Linked DNA regions of Mus musculus: all the other regions are linked to region 2. The links are chromatin contacts, called in public HiChIP or PLAC-seq and promoter capture Hi-C maps. All regions are on one chromosome and are shown on one strand. Each heading gives the region's core, a stretch centred on a gene start, on an enhancer-like site or on the middle of the called end of the contact. The rest is flanking DNA. Distances are from core to core; before and after follow the strand shown. Region 1 overlaps Fggy (FGGY carbohydrate kinase domain containing). Region 2 holds the start of Tek (TEK receptor tyrosine kinase). Region 3 holds the start of Cyp2j9 (cytochrome P450, family 2, subfamily j, polypeptide 9).

Region 1 (4,648 bases), core at 1,331-3,830, 1.2 Mb after region 2:
ATAGCACCCCCCAGAAAAAGGCTGTAGTGGTTCCCAGCAGCCATAGTTTCTATGTATGAGAGCTTGGTATTTTTCCATGCCCGAGTGTCTTACCCCTGTTATGTATGTTTTTGTGCTCCTATTCCCACCTCGAGAAACTGAAAGATGCCCTCTCTGGAAACGTGTGAAGCTAAGACACTGTATTGGGTACCCAGAGGTGACATTTAAACTTTCTGGCTGTCTGCTGCTTTAAAAAGAAAGAGGATTAAAAAAAAATCACATCTCGGGTGTAAGTGCCAGGTCTTGTAGCACCTCCAAGGACAGATTCACCTCTTCCTGAATAATTGGGCTTGATTCACATGATGAGCTGACATAAGCTTTGCAGTTCCAGGACGGATCCTTCTCTTGATCTTGTTCTCACTGTTGTCCACTGAACAGCGGGAGAAGCTGAAGCTCTCATTCCTGGTCATCCCCCTTGCCCCCCCCGCCCCCCCCCCCCGTGTTCCTGCAAGGAGAAGGCAGCTCTGTGCAAATAGTCTCTAGATTCTCAGGGCCCAGGAGCAGCCCCTTGGGGGTAGAGGAATTCCATTACTCCACCTGGTGTCGCTTGCTCTCCTCTGGAGCCGGAAAGGGCCTCAGGAGACAGCTGTGGGGTCACCTCGGCTGTACTGTTCAGATCCTCAGTGCTCTTCCTAAGTAGTTCATGAACCCAAGACCAGAAACCTCAGAGGGAGTCCATTATCTCTGATGGCTTCTGTCTCTTTCTGATCTCTGCTTTTGATCTATCACCAGAGCCTATGGTCAGTCTTCAGCATGCCTTTCATGTCTGGATATTATAATAAATACTTCATTCCTGCCTGTACCTCTTCACATGCTCCCTGCTATGCTTAACATTCCAAGACACCGGAGGGCAGCAGCTGTGGCTTCTTGGAGCTCCTGGGAGATGTCAGGTCCCCAGAGTGCAGCCCTGTCAACCTCAGGGCACTGTCTCCCTGACACAGCTCTCACCCTAGCTGCCCTAAGCAGTGCCTTTGTCACTCATCCGGTGTTACTTCAGCCCATGCCCTTCAACCTTTCTGTTTCCTCCTTGAATAGATACATGCTCTGCAACATCATCTGTTAGAGCCTGTGTGTCCTTGGAATCTCAGTGCAGGCATGATATCCATGAGGACCGTGGGCATGCAGAAACATACAGTAGGAAACCTCCAGGAATGCCACGCTCCTCATCTGGATTCTCAGAGCCCCATAACAGCCCCTTGGGCTAGGAGATTTCCATCTCTCCACCTGGTGTGGGTTGCTTTTCTAAGGAGGCAGAAAGGGTCTCAGGAGACAGCTATGGGATCACCTTTGCTGTGCTATTCTTCCTCATACTGATAAGCAGAGTGGACAAGAAGGCTGGTTATAGGAACAGTTCTTATCTTGCCCCTGTCACTTACCTGACAGAGTTCTTGGTAACTTAGCAGACTAATAATATGTTCTTTGTACATAAACTAAGTTGAATATTTCTTCCCAAGCTGCAAATAGCCTAACCAGTCTATCAAGTCAAATCCCAACTCATTGCTGAAAGAATCCATTGTTGTTTTGAGTTTTAATATCTGATGTGCAGGACAGTGTAAAGAACCTTTCAAGTAATTGGGTGATGTTTACACACACACACACACACACACACACACACACACACATATTACTTTCTGCACAAAGGTCCTGGACCCCAGAGCGTTTCTTTTCCGCTTATCAGACCACTGAGGTAAGGGTTAAGCCATTCTCCTCCTTTGGCTGACATCTGGGCCCCACTGGATGCTGCCCAGCTCTCCTCAGCTGAGAAGGATCTACAGCCAAAACTCAAGTCCCAGCCTTTGTAGCGGGCAATCTCCTGGCCATCTGTGAGCATGTCAGCTCTCTCCAGCAAGGGATCCTTCACATTATGGCATTTTCCCCAGTGACTCCACATTAGGGAGCATTTGTGGATGCTTGCTTTATGCACAGCAATATTAATATTCACTCCATCCTTACCAGGCAAACCTTGCTCCTACTTTAGAGAAGACAAAGCTTAGAAAAATTAAAAAGCCTGCCTAGGCTAGTAGAATAGGCAAGTCTCAAACCAGGTCTTCCCAGAGTTCTTGCCTCCACACTCAGCTCAGATCTGGAGGTATTGTAGGGAAGGAATTGAAATGGCTTTGTAAAAACAGGAAGTACAACTCAGCCTGTATTGTTCCAGTATCACAAAATGCACAGCATGAGATTCCCCTAGGACCTCTCCCCTTCACAAGCCTGTGTTCAGGAGCTGAAAGTGGGGAAAGCCTATCCCAGGACTTAAAACACTGATCTGTGAGTCCCAGAACAAAGAGATCAGGACAGCAGGCATGGGGAGGGTCGAACACATACCTAATTCTGAGCATTTACAACTGAGGAGGGGAGCCAGCTCTGGGGTTTCCTGCTTCTTTCCACAGATCTTTCAAAGTAGATTAACCCTCTCTGTAAGGAAAAAAACCTACCTCTTTGAGAACATTAATTTTGTTCTCATCTAGAAGCCATGCTGAGCTACACTAGAGGTAATGGCATGTAAAAAAAAAATGTTCCCAGAGACACTCCCAGCTGAACACACAAAGAATCTGGTCCCCAAGGAACAGTATAAGGATTGTCTGAAGGACTCGACATTGGTGAGATTACAGAAATCATAATATATGAATAAATGAACATATGGAAGAAATCAGGAAAGCCCTCCCATTCTTCCCATATGTAAACCTGGCCTTCAAGTAAAGTCCTTAAGTAAATGCAGATGTAGCCAAACCAGGGACCAGATGGCAAACAAGCACTGGACCAAGAGGTAAAGAAAGCTTTCCATGTTTATTCAAAGATGGGGGAAGTCATAATCCAGAATGCTGTGGTGTTCTCAGAAGGGTGACCTCAGGTCACATACACCCAACCAAGGCACAGTACAACCAAAACAACATTGACAGAGTTTATAACAATTGTGATTTGCTGTAGAAAAGCCACTACCATCTTACGTGACCAGAATCTGATGTCAAAAGTTGTACGTTTGGGACATGAAAGCAATGGTTGTACATTTGGGACATGAAAGCAATGTTTAGAGCAGAGGAGCAGGACTAGAGGGGCAGGAAAGCAGCAGCATTGGCCTTTGCTCGGCATTCACATGTGCCGGCAGCTTTGATGCTTGGTCTCCTTTAATTCTCTTACCTATGCACCAGGTATTGGGAAAATTCTGTAAAGGCATTTTAAATGGATCAAGAGATGTTAGGTCCCTAGATCCTACCTAAGCAGTGCCTTTGTCACTCTTCCGGTGTTACTTCAGCCCATGTCCTTCAACCTCAGTCTGTTTCCTCCTTGGATAGATACATGCTCTGCAACATCATCTCTTAGTGCCTGTGCGTCCTTGGAATCTCAGTGCACCTGGGGATGCTCACCTAGCTATCACTAGTACTTCCTGGGTTCTGCCCACATTCTCAGCTTCGTAGTTCATGTTCTTAGAATGAATACAATTTGACAAGGAAGACAGGTCCCTGAAGACTCTGGTTAGGGTCTGCCATATCCTCTCTACCCTTCCTGCCCAAACCAGAAGAACTAGGGGGACAATTTTAGCTACCCAGGTACTGCCTTGAGATTAAAGCAAACATACTGTGAGGTACGGAGTAGAACATGACTCTGTTTTCACCTTCTTCACAGCCTGCTGAGTCCTGGCTTCTCAGTGTTCAGGAGTTTACACATTGAACGAAGGAAGTTCTGGTAGTGCTTCACCTTCAGGTACATGCTTAAATGAGCATTAAGGTACCCTTCCCTTGCCATTCCACTAAATCACTGTATGTGGAGCAGTAGGTAGAAAGTGCTGTCAAGCTTGTCAGGCCTGCTTCCTGACGTTATGACTAAGCCTGCTGCCTCAAGAAAACCATGGCATTCTTTGGGTCTTGGCGTGCTTGACTCTAAAGGGCTGAAGGATTTCCTGAGAATCATTTTGGTTTCATCTCTTCCCACTCATCTGTCCTCTTTCATGTGTGCATTCATTCTGAATGTCATCTGTTTCCCCATCACTCTTAACCCTGGACCAGGATGAGAGACTGCACATGAAGCATAAGGCAGACTTCTGTAACTACATGTCAATCACCAGCACGCAGGGCGGGCACCCTTATTCTTGTTGTCTACTTGGGGTTGGCCATTAGGAGACACAAGCAGAAAGCTAGAGTTGTTGTTGTTGTTATTATTATTATTATTATTATTATTATTATTATTATTATTCCAGCATCCTCTGCAGGGTTACTATAAGTTGGCTGCATCCATTTACTGCCTCACCTACTACAGAGGTAGTCTCATGCAGACAAGTATCTCTGTGTGGTGGGAACCTGTTTTCTCTCCCTTCACTTCTTCAAACTAAGAGGTACAAACGGTTCCCTACTGTTCCTGGTCTACAAATTCTTATTTCCTTTCATAATCCACTCTTTCTCGTTTATTTTTAATTTCAGTTTGCTTTATTTTAATATGCATGTGCCACGGCACACATGTGAATGTCAGAGGACAACTTTCAGGAGTCAGTTCTCTCCTTCAGTCATGTGGATCCTGGAGACTGAACTCAGGTTGTTAGCCTTGGTGGCAAGCGCCTTTACCCACTGAGTCCTCTTACCCATCTCAGTGTCTAATTTTTTAGTGAATACTTTCT
Region 2 (4,190 bases), core at 447-2,946:
TCATATAGTTTATGATGAATTCACTGTTTTGTCAAAGATGACCTTGAACTCTTAATCCATTCCCAAAGTGTTGTTGTCATATGTTTGCACCACTCCTGGCTTCATAGTGTTTTTAAAACACCCATGGAGAGTCGGGTGTGAAGATCCACACGTCTAACCTCAGCATCTGGTGAATCAAGGCAGGAGGGCGGGTGGTTGCAGGCTGGCTATAATATCTAAGTTTCAGTTAGTAAGGGCTGCATAATGAAACACTGTCTTAAACACAAAACCAAAACCCATGAAGGAGATACTATTGCCATTTAAAAGTCTCTGGAATGGAAATAGCTATCATAATCTTACCTCTGAGCCAGTGTCTGCCCTCAGGTGTGCCTGAGGACTGAACAGGGCTATGCACTCCTCAGGTTGGAAACATTACTAGTCCTCAGTGTCTGCTCTTGACCTGTTAACAGCTGAGTCAGGGTCTGCCCTCAGCTGTGCCTGAGGACAGAGCTGAGCTATCTACCCCTGCAGATTGGAAGCATTACAGGCACTCAAGATCAGCCCTGAAGTGATAAAACCTAAGGCAGAAATCCACCAAGACTAGCAGTGCCTCCGTGTCTCTTCCTGTGGCTGGTGGGAAAGGGAGGGGCAGTCCTTCCTTGATGCAAGGTCGTGTGTCTAGTGGCATGCTTGCTTCATTCCCAGTGAGAGCAAGTGATCACCTGGGTAAGGAAGGTTCAGGTGCCTGAGCTTGCTGGAGAATTCATCACTCATCCATCACTCTGCTCCTGTAGACATAATCACTTCTGTTGGGTCTTTATAGAGATGATTTATAACTTTGTTGTTTATAGTTTTTATGAATGTGTGTATTCATTTAGGTCACATGGGAGGTGCACATTTTCAGGTGTCTGTCTTTCCATCACACGGGCTTTGAATTAAACTCAGTCTTGGTTTTACCGGCTGAGCCATCTCACCTGCCTGATTATTTAAAAATCTCCGGAGTAATCCAAGAGTGTGGTTTATGATTGTAGTATCAACACTCGGGAGGCTGAGGGAGCATCGTTATCATGAGCTCCAGGCTAGTTCCAGGCTTGCCTAAGCTGTAGAGCAAGTCACTCTCTTAAAAAGTGCCTCTCCCATATTTTTGTATATAATTTGCATCTGAAATTCTGTTTGCCAATAACTATGAAATTATTCACATTACTAAAATCTTCCTGTGCCAAGTTCTCCAACGAATTAGATCACACTCAGATGAAATGCTAATAAAAATTAAAGCTGTAGCCAGTAGCATGCGTATATTTGGGCTCAGGGCCAACAGGCAGGCGATCTGGGTGTAAGAAAATAGGCTAATGGCTGTGGAATCTGGTCTCTAGTGGCTCCGCTGAGAGCTGACCTCAACCACGCTCCCTCAAATTGATTGCCTTCCAGGTTATGATTTCTCATCACAGGAAACTTTGTTGCCCAATTCAAACCCTGTGAGTGAAAACAAAAACAGGAGAGCAAGTGCTGCTCCCCGTGCCCCAAAGCCCCTTCTGTCAGGGATCCCAAATGCACCCCAGAGAACAGCTTAGCCTGCAAGGGCTGGTCCTCATCGCATACCATACATAGGTGGAGGGCTTGTTATTCAATTCCTGGCCTATGAGAGGATACCCCTATTGTTCCTGAAAATGCTGACCAGGACCTTACTTGTAACAAAGATCCCTCTGCCCCACAATCCAGTTAAGGCAGGAGCAGGAGCCGGAGCAGGAGCAGAAGATAAGCCTTGGATGAAGGGCAAGATGGATAGGGCTCGCTCTGCCCCAAGCCCTGCTGATACCAAGTGCCTTTAAGATACAGCCTTTCCCATCCTAATCTGCAAAGGAAACAGGAAAAAGGAACTTAACCCTCCCTGTGCTCAGACAGAAATGAGACTGTTACCGCCTGCTTCTGTGGTGTTTCTCCTTGCCGCCAACTTGTAAACAAGAGCGAGTGGACCATGCGAGCGGGAAGTCGCAAAGTTGTGAGTTGTTGAAAGCTTCCCAGGGACTCATGCTCATCTGTGGACGCTGGATGGGGAGATCTGGGGAAGTATGGACTCTTTAGCCGGCTTAGTTCTCTGTGGAGTCAGCTTGCTCCTTTATGGTAAGTTTTGGCTTGATGTTTATTTGTGTGTGTGTGTCATGTTTTAACAACAGTGACTTCTCGCCATTCTCTCTCTCACCAAACCTTCGATTTGGTGACCCTGACACTGCTTTTCTGAGACTCTCCAGTTTACACATGGCAACGGTTTTGAAGTTCAGATTCCAGCGGCACCAGCTGGGTTTTCTAGCCATCTCTTGTAGACAGATGCTGCCTCCTGGGTTGCACGGTCTCTCCCAGGACTGAGTAAGTCACCTTATTTGAAGGGATCTGGTTTTTTTTTTTGTTTGTTTGTTTTTTGTTTTTTGTTTTGTTTTGTTTTTTTTTTTGGAGTATTCTTTCTTGCCTCTCATTCTGGTGTTTTCTTATCCATAACAACAAATTTGGGTTGTAATCACTTTAAAGAAAGACTTCAATGATTTTTTTTTTTTTTTTTGGTAGAAACAAAATTCTTACCTAGCCATGTACAAAAACGTCATTGTTAACTAAAAACAAGACCACTTTTCTGTAAAGATTGTGTATCTCCATGCTTTTTAATTTCAGTAGTCCAGTTAAGGGCTTTTCGTCTTTTAGGTAGGGGTCCAGGAGTTAGGGCTATGCCACTGACTTTAATTTTTTGATGTTTCACATAAAGATTAGCCCTAGCAAGCTAACTAAAATGTAGTCAATTACCAAGCTCACCGGATTCAGTATTTTGCCAAGTCCTGTAGTGGCACCTCTAGAGAGGGCAGCCAGGATGAGCTTGGGTTCTGTATGTGTATCACAGGCTCTACACAGTGGGGTGCCTTGTAACTCACTCAGCATAGGTAAACCATGCTAGGAGAAACATGGGGACCCAAACTGCAGATCACAGACACATTATCATTGCCATAGGATTCCCCGAATTGGTTTGGAAGTATTCTAATTATTATGATAAAAATGTAATTGACACAGGAGATGAATTTGGGAAAATTTATCAAACTTAATGGTGAGGCTATATATAGTATAGCATTTGATACAAAGAAATACTTTTGATGTTACTTTTATATTTTTCTATATGTTTAAATATTTTGTTAAGTATTCAAAAAAATTTAACCCAGTAAAGTATGATAATTGTGTGCAATTTCTCATGTAACTTTTCAATTTGATTTCAACAACCAACATATCAGAAATTTAATAATATTTAAGAGTAATGTAAATTGCTGAAAGAGTATCTAAGATGGTGCCAATTACTTATGTAGTAACTTACTTATAATTAACATAACAGCATAATATATTGCTGTAAATTTGGATTCGTCTTTATATTAATGTAGAGACAGGTTGATGTCTTTGTTACTATGTACTTTTAAATAATAATTATGGTTCCTCACTTTCATCTTGCTTTCCACAAGTCACACTGATCAGCGTTATAGAATATGGGACTGATTTTACACCAGAGACTATAATAATACAAAGTCCAAGTATCTAGTTCTGCTCTGACTTAGTTTTAAGTTAAATAAACTAATAGTATGTTCACATACGTATGTGCACGCACACATACACAGAACTATTTTAACTTAGTCTTTCTCCTTAAGTGACTTTTTTATGGCATTTTACAAATAAGTTTAGAAAAGTTGTCATGAATTCATACAAAAAAGTTCTGTTCCAAAACAGTTGTCTCACTGATGCTAGAAACTGATTTCTGGAGCGAAGATGACAAGAAGGAGGAGGTCATGTTCTTGTCAGAAAGTAGAACACAGAAAGCTTGGTTTCTGCTGAAGGTCTCTGTTAATTCCTGACTTTCATTCTGTACCCAAGCTTCCATGAACTTGAGTGAGGCTTGGTGATCACACAAACAGCCTCAGGAGTTCTTCCTTCAAGTCAGACTCTAATAGTGTACTTCATTAATGTGGAAGGGGATATAGAGCTTATATGTCTAGTCTACTTGGTGGCCTGATATTCCTTTTTTGTTGAACAAACATAATGGAAGAATAAAGACTCTGTATTTGCCTCAATAAAGGTTGCTCTGGGTAGCAAAGCAGCCTGCTAAGGCATAAACTGGAAGAGGTTTGTGGCTTCCATAACAACTCAGATTCTGGCGCTTGCTCCTTCCACTGGAGTATTATTGCCAATTT
Region 3 (4,216 bases), core at 654-3,153, 1.9 Mb after region 2:
AAATTGAAAGTTAAAACAAACAAAACCAATTGAAAGTAGATGGCCGGTGGTGGTGGTGGGGGAGGATGTCACTTAGAAAGAAATTGGAAATTATTTCTCATCAGAAACTACAAAGTCTAGAGTTAAGTGGGAGACATCTAAATCTGTTAAGAGCAGCAGATTGACAAGCAAGTGTCCACAATCAGGAGAAAGACAGTGTGGGAATTAGTGGGGGGCATTCTGAGGTGGGGTAAAGCTAAGAAATTTCCTTCTGCCAAAGCCACCTCTGAAGAAACAGGGAAAGTAAGTACTGAAAGTCAGAAAAAAAAAATTGAACATGAAATGTCAAAAAAAAAAAAACCGAAAAACCCAAAACAAACAACAACAACAACAAAAACAAAACAAACCAAAACAACAATGAATCTATGGGAGAGGAGTAAGGAGCAAAGACAAGAGGCTTTTCCGCCTTTAAGTTCCAGCTGCACAGGACACTGAAGAGCAGGTTAGTGTCTGGTGTAGTTCTTAGTGTGTGTGGAGGAAACACCTTAGGCAGCTGGGCCATAGAGAGAGGATAGGGTCCTCTAGTTTTGTAGTTGTTTTGCTTCCCCTGAAAAAATAGTGTTAACAAAGTCAGTCGAATGTGAGCAATGAATAACAAACACTGAGCAGCTGCTGGGAGGATGATACAAGGATATCCAGGAGATATAAGAAAAGAGCAAAGAGGAATAGAGAGGCAAGTATTTGGAAAGTGTCTAAAAAACACACAGAGAACTCAGAATTTAAAAAAAAAATGGGTGGGAGAACAGAAGGAAAAATATGGGTTTAAATCCTCAAATTAGCAATAAATAATCAGACATAGCCAATCTTCACAAATACTGGAAAGTGACAGGGATGGTCACACATGGCAGAGTATTCACTATCTAAACAGAGAAAATTACTGTAGATAAGAAATATCACGTGGGAAGAGGGTCATAGAGCAGAAAGACCTTCCAGTCCTATACAGGTACTATGTACTCATAACCATTTTTCCAGGACAAGCGGGAGAGCTACAACAACTCAGTGGGAAAACAGGCAGACTTTTAGTGGAGCTGGAAACTTCAGTGCATCTTTCTCTGGATTAGATAAAGTCAGTAGGTGAGCAGTCATCAAAGATGCAAAAGGACCAAACTAGGCTCAATAAGACAAATCAGAGAACTGATATGTACACAGGTCAAGAGGAGAACACACTTTCAAAACAAAACAAAACAAAACTGGATAGGTAGTGTAACCAACATCTGGGACATCCTATTTCTTACTCCAACATAACGTGTTTATGAGGATAAATTATTACGTCATCAAATCTACCTTGACATACTTAAAAGACTTTAAAATCAGAGACAGTAAGTTTTCTGGCCATAAAATCACTCTGGGAATCTTTCATCGACAGATATCAAGAAAATCTACAACTGTTTGTAACCTGTAAGACCTTATCTCTGGGTTAGTGGGCTGTCAGCAACAGCCTTCGGCTACATCCTCGAGTTCCTGATGGCAATATACAGTTTCAGGATGCAGCCAGGCAGTGTTGCCTCTTCCTACCTGCTGAAGGGATAGGTGGGGCTGCTTGGGGTCCAAATGGAACAAGCAACCCACGAAAGGAAGGCGCATTGGCCCTGGCGGGTAGTTCTTGGGGCGACGGTTTTTGAGGAAATCAGCCAGGAACAGAAAGGTGACAGCAGACAGCAGCAAAATCCGGAGATGGAGCGCAGCCCAAATGGCAGCCACTAGGGAGCCGGCTGCCGCAAGCATGGCTGATATCAGAGCAGGCTCTTGGAGGAATGAGAATCTGAACTGAGGCAGTTCCCCAAGGACACTGCCTGTAGTTCCCAGAATGAACCAGGCCTGTGGTTTAAACCCCCAAATCGCTACAGGGCCCCTCCAATCTGTCGCCTGCAGACTCCTCCTCCCTGCTCTATTCACTTCAGCAACTTTGGCCCGCCTTGTTTATCTGCTTCCCTAAGTCTTAACAGAGCTTTGTCTCCAGAGCTCTTTCACTTTTACCCAGTCTTCCTAAGGACCCAAACATCCCCTTGGCCCCGCCTCAAGACTCTCCGTCACGCCCCTCTCCAAGTTCCAAGTCTTAGCCTTTGGAGACTATTCCTTTGGGGGTGGGGAAGCCACTTGAGCATGTATGGACTAGCTAAGAACCTTGCTCATAAACAAAGTATTTCTCTGGTTCTAGGCTTGTGATTTGCATGCAACCCAGAGAGTATCATGTGCATCTGATCTCCCGTTTTATAAACAACCTTTCACCACTGATTGCAATTTTCTGAAACAGGAACAGTATCAGCCCATGTTTCTGGGCTGCACGCCAGGGAGCGCTCTGGCCTCTTTATAAGAGCTCACCAGCTTTGAGTGCTATTCACAGTGAATTAAGTGAATCCACAGATTCTTCACAGAAAGAACACCCTGGTCTTGATTCTCCCCTACCCCCTTTTGTAGTGTTAGAGAACTGAACACCGCAGCCCTTGACCATGCTAAGAAGCCTTTCCATCATCACTTTGCACTCTCCCTCCCTCCCTATTAACTTTTAGGGTTAGTATATAATTTAGTGAATTTGATTAACGGGCACTTTCATGTCCATGTTTTTTCACAAATATTTATGCATATATTTGGCACTTTCCACTCATTCCCTACACTACTGTTGTAGGTCCTGCTCTTCCCCAGATTATCCCCTTCTGCATTTTGGCAGTGTACCTTCCTAAAGATTTGCTCCTTTCCTTCCATGGTTCCATTTCTAGTCCCAGACCCTGACCCCATTTACTCAAACACAGTTTAATCTAGGCTAGTACCGCAGAAAACAAGCTGTCTTCGCCTTTCTGCATCTGGTTTGTTTCATTTTCCATAAAGATCTCCAGCTTGTTCTCTCTCGGCTCTTCCATGAGAATCTCCAAGCACATTTGGTCTCCAGCATGGAACTTTCCACCCTGTGCCACATATAGGAGACCCTTAAGCCACATATCAGGCTAGACATGCATAGGCACTAAACATATAGATATACAGTCTGCTTACAAACTTTTTATTGATTAAAAAAGATAAATTGAAGTTTCTAACTCTCCAAGATCTTAAGAGGGAGACAGAGGAATAAGAAGAGAAACTTAACAAAGCTTAGCTTGTTTGTATTCTTTCAATCCTCTTTTGATTTTTTTCTTTTGTTGAAAACAGATTATTTTCTCATACACTATGCCCAGATGATAATTTCTCCTTCCTCTCTTCTTCTCAGTTTCTCCCAACAGGCCCTTCCCTGTGAATCTACTCTTTGTCTCTCAGGAAAGAACAGGTTTCTAAGAGATAACAAAACAAGACAAAACCTACGGTATCAAAGTTGAACACTGCAACCCAACAGTAGGAAAAGAGTCCCCAAAGCAGACACAAGAGCCAGAGACCCACTCATTCTTTCACTCAAGAGTCCCATAAAAAATACAAAGCTAATAGCTGAAATCCATGTCCAGAGGCCCTAACCCAGACCCATGGAAGCCCCGGGCTTGCTGCTGCAGAATCTCTGCTCGCTCTTAGGTACTTATCTTAGGGGATTCAGAGAGGTCCTTGCTCTCCTGGTGTTCACCATTTCCTCTGGCTCTTTCCCTCTTTTGCCTCCTCATTTACAGGAGTCCCTAAGTTCTGAGGGTAGGGATTTGATGGAGACATTTCATTTAGACTCGGTCCACATAAGGTCTGGCTGTGTGCCTCTGCATCTGTTCCCATCTGCTGCCAGAGGAAGCCTCTCTAATGATCACTGTATAAAGCACTGATCTATAAGTATAGCAAAACATTATTAGGAGTCATTTAACAGAACATCTTTTCAGACTCTGGTTTCCAGGCTATCTAGTCTCTGGTGCTGGGTTGTCCAAGCAGTGTTGGATATGGGTTACTTCTTGTGGAGTGGGTCTTAAGCCAAAGCAGATATTACCTCTCTGTTACCACAAGTGCTCCATTGTTGTACCATATCTTACAAGAACAGACTGTAGGGCAAATATTTTCTAGGTGGGTTGGTATTCAAGTTTTTTGATAGCCTGAAGAGTACCTTTCTGCAACACAGAGACTAGAACATAATGGAAAAGGCTTCATGTAGGTACCTGATTGACTTCTCCATATTCAATGAGTTGTGTGGATGCTGCCCTAGGCAATGGGGCTCCACTTTCAGTTTGCTGAGAGCAACCCATCTGACTAGGTTATTTGGGGATTTCAATGGAACCTCTTT

Evidence for each region. Promoter capture Hi-C pulls out the DNA fragments that hold promoters and counts their contacts. HiChIP or PLAC-seq counts read pairs in DNA pulled down with a chosen protein or histone mark.
Region 1: a contact with region 2 is called in a promoter capture Hi-C map of stem cell-derived epiblast-like cells, with 2.9 times the contacts expected there. The contact joins the enhancer-like site here to the promoter of Tek in region 2. A contact is called at or near these places in 15 of 39 promoter capture datasets (the 3T3-L1 cell line, the C10 cell line, the HPC-7 cell line and 9 more) and 1 of 9 other capture datasets (adipose tissue).
Region 3: a contact with region 2 is called in an H3K27ac HiChIP or PLAC-seq map of embryonic stem cells, with 6 times the contacts expected there. The contact joins the promoter of Cyp2j9 here to the promoter of Tek in region 2. A contact is called at or near these places in 3 of 39 promoter capture datasets (cranial neural crest, hippocampal neurons and pre-B cells) and 1 of 115 datasets of contacts at active chromatin or transcription factors (embryonic stem cells).

What each region holds. Positions count from the first base shown.
Region 1 is chr4:95,898,316-95,902,963 of GRCm38.p6, forward strand. The region is part of intron 14 of Fggy (FGGY carbohydrate kinase domain containing); the gene reads left to right. Among named protein-coding and RNA genes, the nearest start is that of Hook1, 67 kb to the right of the region's middle. Within about 2 kb of position 2,581, at least 27 of the 459 cell types and tissues checked have an H3K27ac peak or open chromatin away from gene starts, as enhancers often do. A contact at or near this core is called in second pharyngeal arch cranial neural crest, where this site is marked.
Region 2 is chr4:94,737,593-94,741,782 of GRCm38.p6, forward strand. It overlaps Tek (TEK receptor tyrosine kinase), which reads left to right and starts at 1,697. Exons shown (of 23, transcript NM_001290549.1): 1 at 1,697-2,100. The coding sequence starts at 2,049.
Region 3 is chr4:96,589,582-96,593,797 of GRCm38.p6, forward strand. Cyp2j9 (cytochrome P450, family 2, subfamily j, polypeptide 9) reads right to left here and starts at 1,904. Exons shown (of 9, transcript NM_028979.2): 1 at 1,555-1,904. The coding sequence starts at 1,764.